2 separate regions of the Arachis hypogaea genome follow, and region 2 is linked to region 1. Evidence: chromatin contacts called from public Hi-C data. All regions are on one chromosome and are shown on one strand. Each heading gives the region's core, a stretch centred on a gene start, on an enhancer-like site or on the middle of the called end of the contact. The rest is flanking DNA. Distances are from core to core; before and after follow the strand shown.

Region 1 (4,602 bases), core at 1,576-4,075:
AGAACAACAAGAACAGTAACACCTAGAACAACTAAGAGGAACTAGAACAACCAAGAATAATAGTAAAACCTAAAACAAGTAGAACATTAAAAACTGTAAAATGAGACCTAGAACAAGAAGAATAGTAAAACCTAGAAGAACGTAGAAGAACAGTAAAACCTAGTTTTTTTATTTCGAAATGTGAAAAATATACAAGATGAGTAAAATAGTAATGTACCTTAAGTAATATATCTTCGTTTTTTCTGAAGATTGTTGATGGAGAGTTCTATCTTGTGTTGATGGAGAGTTCTAATTTTTGCGACAAGTTTTATCTCTGCAGTTTGCAATCTTGCTGAAAATGGACGGTTTGTGTTTTCTTTGAAGGGCTTAGAGAAGCGGAAGAGTGCGCCATTAAGCAGCACTTTTCGCGAAGCGCAACCGTTGAGTGGAGCGCGTGTATTTTACGTTCCATTCAAAGTGAGTGACTACGCGTGTGAATGAAATCTGAGTTGGAAACTTGTAAAACTTATATGGTCTTTTTGCTTGTATGTGTAGCAAGTCCGTTATAAAAATTAAAGTATTTTCACATTATAACAGATGTAATAATTAAGAAAAAAATGTAAACAATAAAAGGAATAATAAAAACCATTAAACAAAATGACTGACCTATATATTGTTATCAGTGAGAAAGAGCTGATAAGATTTAAAAGGTAATAAATGAGATTTAAACTTAGACTGTATAGTATAAAAATATTATTAAAAAATCACTTGAGTAGCAAGAGTATCATTCATTTTTTTCATATCATCTAATATATTATCTTGGATTTGGATTCGCCTGTACAACAGTAAAACTCTTAATACAAGGCTATTTGAGATCTTTCATAATTAATAGATAAATAAATGAATAATGCTAAAAAAAATTTCGGTTAAAATTAATCAAATTTTTAAATTATTTTATTTATAGTAAATTTTAGATCTTAAATCCTAAACTATTAACTTTAAATTTTAGGTTATAAATTTAAATTTTAAAATTTTTTAATATTAACTATCTAAAGTAGATTTTTTATATGAGTAATACTATACATACAAATATTTTTATAGTCAAATCCAATCAAATTAACATAAATTCAACAAAAGAAAATTCAGTATACAAATTTTTGTTGAAGAATATACAAACATATTGACATAACACATAAATTTTTACATATACCACATAAATTTTTAAATATAACAAATAAATTTTTGTCACAAATATAATTGATTAATTGAATAAATTAATATTCTAAGCATATGATTTTTTTAAAATTTTTGTGCTATATATAAAAAAATTTTATGTGTTATACACAAGCTAAGGACGAAGCTTTCCATTGCCAATCAGGACCATGGCTGCCCCAACTCTTTTATAAAACTATTAGTACCAGATGTTTATTTGATATGATTAGTTTAATTGAGTATAATATTTTTTTAAACTCTCACTTTTTTTATTTTCATTTCATTTTCTACCAATCTCATACTCCATTGCCTCCTATGTTACATTATTGCTTTTTCATACAATCAATATATTTTTTTTATTTCACATGAATAACAAACTAATTAATTGAAGACTAACAAAATTTTTACACATTCTTAATATCATTTCCTACAAAATTAAAAGAGCTAAAGATCTCCAAAAAAAAAACAATAATAAATCAATTATTTTAAAGTTAATTTAAAAGATGATTTTTTTTAATGATAATTTTTTTATTTATATTAAAAAAAGTACTAAAATTTTTTTATTTTGATTTAATTGTTAAAAATTACTTTTATTTGTAAAATTATTTATTTTTTTTGTCATATTTCTAACAAATTTTAAAAATAATTATTTATACATTTTATTTTAATATAAATATTATTATATAATTTTTATGTTAAAACTTTTTATTAGCCCTTTAAAAATTCTCTTCAAACTCTGTCACCAAGCTGTATATCAAAAATTTTTATCATATATCGAAATTTTTGTACTATATATATATTGTTGGTTGGGGTCAATATTTTGAATATGTAATTTGTCAAAAAAATTTGCGATGAACACCAAAATTTTTATGCTATGCACTAAATTTTATGTGCTGTGTGTATTTTGTTGGTTGGATGTTAATATTCTGCATACGTAGTCATTTAAAAATTTATGTGTTGTACATTAAAATCTTTTGTGTTGTGAATCAAAATTTCTGTGTTCTAGTTTCCTAAACATATAGCAAAAGAAGAAGACGAAGACGACGACAACGACGACAATGATAATAAAAAAAGAATGAGAAGAAAAAATAATGAGGAGAAGAAATCAAACAAGAAGAAGAAGATGACGACGACGACGACGACGAGAATAATAAAAAAAAAGAAATTAAAAAGAAGAGGAAGAGAAAGAGGGAGGGAAGAAAGAAGAAAAAACAACCATGACAAATATTTATATATATTTGTTTGAAAAAATAAACTGTGACTTGATTGAGTATTTGATTTAAAAAAGTTTAAAAGCCTAGTTTTGTTATTGTTTTCATATTTTCTCCTAGCAATAGAATACTCAAAGATTTCTAAAGCACATACAAATGGAAATAATTAAAGCTCTTAGACAAAAAAACATTGTGATCCTTGCATTGTGATAAGGATAATCTTGTACTATTTAAGATAAAGTTGTTGGACAATCAATCATATATAAGTGAGCATATAAAATGTGCAATGTTTATTGTGATGGTTTATAAGGAGACAAAGAAAATTGTGGTGATGTTGAGTAAGTGGCGGATGGATATAATTTATCATAGCTTTGGACATTACTGGTGGCATAAAAAGGAATCCGAGTCCAATATATCCCACCACTTAATAATAAGAGATTTTTTAGCTGGCATGTTCACTTTATGCCAATTTTATGTGCCATCGCCTCTGTGTACTACATAAACCTTTTTCCCCGAATAAATACTAGATTTAATTGGATCCTTATTCATTTATATAGAAGACAAAGCAACTATTAATTAAAAAAAACTATAAAATAATTCTTAGTCTTTTTTTTTTTCTAAAAATAAAGAGATTCAAATTCGTAACTTTTTAGGTGAGTATAAAAAGACTATGTTATTTACTTTACTTTTTTAATCCAAAACAATATCATTAAAACAAATTATTCAATCTCTTAAATACACGTTATTATTTTAGGTGAAAATGGATTAATATTTCTTAAAAAAAGAGTAAGTGAAAGATTAGCATATCGTCTTGTCATTTATAATTTATTTTTTATTAGGAGACTAGGGGGTCGTAGTGTAATCTTTCATAAAAATAGACAAATGACAAATTGGATATTTACTTTTTTTTAAAAAAAATAAATTTAATTAGGTCCATCAAATACCTATTAGACCACCAAAAATAATCAACTTATATTTGCATATTTGTTTATGTTATTATTTATAAATTTTCTAATAAAATAATTCATCTTTAAAATATTCAAATATTTTATACAAAATATTCAAATATGTCATGGTAATATAATCAAACTCTTTTGTGACACTAAATATGTGTCTTTATACAATGACTGATAAAGCTAAGTTTTTGTGTTTATATAACAGTTGATTATTAAATATATCGATTGGATAAGAAAATTATTATTATTATTATTATTATTATTATTATTATTATTATTATTATTATTATTATTATTATTATTATTATTATTATTATGTTTTTTTTTTTACAAATTTGATTGATTCACCATATATATAAAATAGTGTTACATACACTAACATACAAACTAATGCCTCTTGTTATAGTGGTCAATTCAAGCATAAGAGGCTCACTTGATTTGGTGGGAAGCCAGAGAAGTGAAGAACAATTGGGCAGCTCAAAGATCTGTGAAGATATATTATAAAGTTTAAGGCAAATATGGTTTAATTATTTGACACCTGGGATGAGAAAAAGAGAAATTAAAGTAGCTTCTAGCTCCACAGGCTTTTTAGCTTAGATAATGGAGGGTGGATAACACGTATTGATCCTCTATATGAAGTTGGGATTCTGATGAGTTCGTTTTATATGTCCTTTCTGTGAGATGAGATATGCTATATTCATCAAAAGTGACTACTATTCATGGAGGAAAGACTAGCATCAAAAAAGAAGGTTCTCCATATTAATTAGTTTATTGCTTCTTTATGCTCAAAGGTGAAATTATTAAATAAAAAGTACATGATACCACGGGGTGCATCCAGACGTACTTCTAAAAGAACATACCAAGAGACCAATACCTCCTGTCATCTCTATCCCGATTTCCCACTAAACTCATCTCAATTGGGGATTCAAGGGACCTTATGACAAGAGCGTCATGGATGCCGATATGGATGCCGATATGTTTTTTTGGGTGAGTTTATTTTTTTATTTTAACAAATTGAATCCTCAAATTTAAAGGGTAACAAAATTTATAAAAACATTAATAGTCCGATTGCACAATGGGAGAAATTTGAGATTTGATGGTACACAAATTTGTGTTGAGGTAATAAATCTAAAAGTTAGATTTGTGGAAACGATATACAAGCAAGTGTCTTTACATAATAAATCTGAAGGATATATATGTAAAAATTAACTCCACACTATGGTAAAACATTCTAAGCTCTAATG
Region 2 (4,602 bases), core at 791-3,290, 660 kb before region 1:
TAATTTTATTTAGATAGACAACTATGTTGAATGGCAACTTGTCAAAGCAACATATGCATTAACATTCCCATTGACGAGACCACATTCAACACAAATTTGACATGCCCTACGCTATCAAAGTAGCTATAATGCCTCATAAGATTGTGTGCAGTCACCAATAACATAAAGACATTAAGGCCTCAGACCTCAGTGCCTCACAAAGCCGACTTTAGTTCAATTCTTGAGATTTCTCATTGATGGATTATTATAAAAATGTAACAGCAATACTATATGACCAACAAATTTATCATATTTTACCAACACCTGGCCAATAAAAGTATTTTTATACTAAATTCAAAATCCTAAACCCTAAATCTTAATAGTATAAAAATAAAGTGTTACCTAATATTGATAAAAAGTGTTGGCCCCTCACATTTATCAAAATGTAAAATTATAGTAAGTACCTCATTGATCTCAAAGCCATACCTGATCTTAAACTAAGACAACTCTTCCCTGCAACATAAAATTTATGTTTATCTCATAAAACTAGGAACCCTAAACTTCACTAACATGGTCCAATCCCATCTAAAATTCTCCTCACTCATCAGTATTAGGCAACTTCAACTGACCAACTCTGAATACTTACTCATAATCCAATTAGGGGACCATCCACACCATGCATTAACGTTACAAAACCTTCATTATTTGAAGAATAAAGTAACAATTAGATCTTTGAAGATGTTGAACTTGGACTAATTAGTCCTTGAAGAAAAGAAGTACCAATTAGATTCTCCAAAATAGCAAACAGTGAACATATATATCCTTCTGTCAATAAATAGTGTAAAACAAAAGAAATTGTCCATGTATTTCATTATTTATAGTGGTGCATGTCTTGTTACTGTAATTTTGGACAGTAAAATATTTATTATCTTTTGAGTTTTTATATACCCTTTATCTCTCTAATTATCGCAAATGCTATCAAAACAAGTGAAGTTTAGCTCCAAAAATTGTTATCTATATGGCTATCTTTCGTAGATAGGCACGTCAAAGTAATTAACCGTGCATAAACATCACCGGTAAGTTTTAGTTGATAAATTGATAGAAGTTCATCACATGTCTACGGTTTGCTTTTCTGGAGGGCCAAAGTGATATTGTTTTTTTCTTTAGAAACTAATTAGTAGGAAGGCAAAATCTTTGAGACCTAATTGTCCCTTTATTCTTATTTGAAAATAATAAAATAAAAGTACAAATAGAAATGTAATTCCAATTTTCAACACCGAAATTACAAGAGAGAGAGAGAGAGGCATACTCCGAGCAGCTGTCAAGCAATCTCTGAATGTCATCGCCGCCGCCGCTGCCAATGTGATCCCCCAACTTAGCCTCCTCGAGCTTCTCAATCTCCTTAACCCACAGCCCAGCGTGCACCCTTTGCTTCCTCAACCGGTAATCCTTCTTCATATTCTCCACGCTATAAACGGCACCATTTTGCACCTTCTCTTTCTCCTTCGATCCCTTCTTTCTCCTAACCTCCCAATTCTCGTTCATCTCCTCCACGAACGCCTTCGTCTCCGCGTCAGCATGAGTTTCGATCTCCGCCACCGCGACCCCGTCGGAAACGGCGGTGGAGGAAGACTCCGGCAAGGACGTGGAGGGGGAACCAAAGTTAACGTCGGTCTCCCATGGCGCCCGAGACTTGGGCGTGAGATCCTCCGGAAGCCACGCTGACTCCCACGCCTCGTTCCATTCATCTTCGCCGTTGCCGGAATCGCGCCCCGACGACCAGAACCTGGTCGCGGGAACCTTGTCGGAAAGTTTGAGATAGGGTTTGGCGGCAACCGTGAACGACGGTGCGTTTAATTGCTTCGGTTTTGATACTGAGATAGAGGTTGCGATTCTTCGAAACGCTTGCATTTTTTGTTCCTAGAAATTAGGAAGCTAAGTAGCGAAGTAGGCAAGTAGCTAAGCGCTACTCGGACCGTGAAGTAGACATTGGATTCGGAGTGGAAGAGGATAGAACATACCGTAATATGGGTTATTCGTCATTAGGCTCTATATCGCTCGCCCCATTAATGAAAAAGTAGGCCCAATTATAAACGGGTTCCCAAAAACATGAAACGCTACGAGACGGCACCCTTTTTTTTTTTTTTTTTTTAAGTTTGCGAGAGCCGAACAGGCCAATGAATCAGCCGATGAATAGTAGAATAATTGGCTCAATAATTCAATAGTCTTATCGAAATAGAATTATGGTTAAATTGATTTAATTAAATATAAAATAAATATATTAATATTTGAATATAAAATTAAAATATTTAATATAATAATTTTTAAACTAATAAAATTCAAAAATTTTATAATTTTATACAATAATTTATTTATAATTTATCGTTAAAAATTTACAAACATGTATAAATATTAAAGTTTATAACAAAATAATCAAAATATATATAATTGACAAATATATCATGATTTATTACACAAAAATAAAACAATAACAAATTTTTAACTAAAAAAAAACACCACTCATCACAAATCATAATCATAACCACATATAAGAACCACCACAATCTGTTATAGTCAGAAGCGAATTAAATCGAACAATACCAATAGGATGATGATGTTAGTTCAATGGTGACCTGAGTTTTCTATGAAAGGAATGTGACTTTGCTGTTTGCTTTGATAAGGTTACAAAAAATTAGGGTTGGATGTTAGGATGAGAGAGAGAGAGAAGGAAAAGCGGGTATGTTCTGCTTCTAGTCACACAAATTAAAAATTAGGGTTAAATTTTGGGGAGAAAGGGAAAGGCTTCTAGCCCCATTTTTATGCGAAATAGCAAATCAGCCTTTCAAAAAATTGGCCTAGTTCAACTAGTTTACTGATTAACTGTCAGTTCGGCTAATTTTTTATCGATTTTTTACAAACCAATTTTAAAATCAAGAAAACTTGTTAAAAGACCGATATTTAGCTAATCTAATCGAACCGTCAAATCCGGTCTAATTTTTAAAATCTTAATTTTTTTTACTTATATATATATATATCACGAGCTAATATATGAAAAGATATAAAATATTTATTTTTTAAAAAATATAAAAAAAACACAACTAAAATTTTAAATTATAAAGTCACAGTCAATTAAAAAGTTTAATTATTTTTATTATAAAAATATTTAAAATAAAAATAAATATTTTATATATGTTTAAAGTTAAATAAATTATTTATTAACAAAATTAACAATTTAAAATTAATTTAAAATATTTGCATTAAAATTCTATTTTTTAAAGTCTTCTATGTAAAATATATATTATTATTAGTAGAAGTAGTAGATATCTTCTCATAATTAATAAACAAAACTTTTAGTGACTTATATTGTTAACTCTTGAAAATGTTATATATAGCTAATCATATATAAAAATTAATTTGTTTAAGTACAACTAAATTTGGAATAAAAAAATTTTAAGATATTTTTTATTGTTATGACAAAAATATTAAGATAAAATACTGTTTTAGTCTTTAATATTTGAATTAAGTCCAAAATTTTAATATTTAAAACATCTTATTTTAATTTCAAATATTTTATTTTATTCTATTTTAATTTTTTGATCAATTTTTTTTTTCAAAAGTATCATATTTTCTATTATATTTTTTTTAAATAGCAGCAAATTGAAAATCATAATTATAGTTGCCATAATGGTGGTCGTAGTAATTTAAGAGTAAAAATTACGGAATAATAATAATAATAATAATAATAATAATAATAATAATAATAATAATAATAATAATAATAATAATAATAATAATAATAATAATAATAATAATACAGAAAAGGGATATTTGTAAATGGCTAAAACAGGATGAAATAAAATGTTTAGAATAACAATAAGACATTTCAAACATTAGGAACGAAAATTAGGATTTAGCTTAAATATTAACAATTAAAAGAGTATTTTATCAAAAATATTATTATAAAAAATTGTCTTTTGTTAAAATCTAACCGAGACAATTTTATTTATTGATACCATATTTATCCGTAGAATCAAAATAATATGACCAATATTATCACATATTAAAACTTCATATCATTTTCAAGCTTTCTAATTTGCAACTTTATATTATTACAATAACCATTAAATTGATCAATATTCTTTAATGATATACTTGGAAAACCAGCCTTATCTATTAGTTTGTGTTGAAGTAAATCAGAACAACTTATGTTATTCGATTACTTAAACCAATGAAAAATAAGAGTCAATATGGTTCTGTTTTTGAAAAAATATTTTGATGATATGTAACCCTTTCAATTCCATCATCGTATTTAACATAAATTGTTGAAACAACCTCCTTAATCTCATATTTATCAACAATTCTCCTTTTTTTTTCTATAAGCAAAAAAATAAAAAAATTGCTGCAAAGTGGCTATTTACTTTTTTTTAGTAGATTCAATATTGAAAAATTGACGTTACGATATCCACACAAAATCCATCATTCTCACACAAAAATAATAATGGCTATTGTAACGCTAAATACGAGGGATAGAGAATATTAATGCATTATTGAAGTTTTTTCAATTGACTCACTATAACAATGTCCTTGTTGTCTCTCTTTAATTGGTTGACATTGCCAACAATG

What was found. Hi-C and Micro-C count contacts between places; a contact is called where the count stands out from the background.
Region 2: a contact with region 1 is called in a Hi-C map of an unstated tissue, with 4 times the contacts expected there. The contact joins the promoter of LOC112801534 here to the enhancer-like site in region 1. A contact is called at or near these places in 2 of 8 Hi-C or Micro-C datasets (leaf and an unstated tissue).

The regions. Positions count from the first base shown.
Region 1 is chr5:43,911,879-43,916,480 of arahy.Tifrunner.gnm2.J5K5, reverse strand. No RefSeq gene overlaps it. Among protein-coding and RNA genes, the nearest start is that of LOC112801531, 16 kb to the right of the region's middle. Within about 2 kb of position 2,825, at least 1 of the 3 cell types and tissues checked has open chromatin away from gene starts, as enhancers often do.
Region 2 is chr5:44,573,784-44,578,385 of arahy.Tifrunner.gnm2.J5K5, reverse strand. LOC112801534 (protein GAMETE CELL DEFECTIVE 1, mitochondrial) reads right to left here and starts at 2,040. Exons shown (of 3, transcript XM_025844323.3): 1 at 1,289-2,040. The coding sequence starts at 1,890.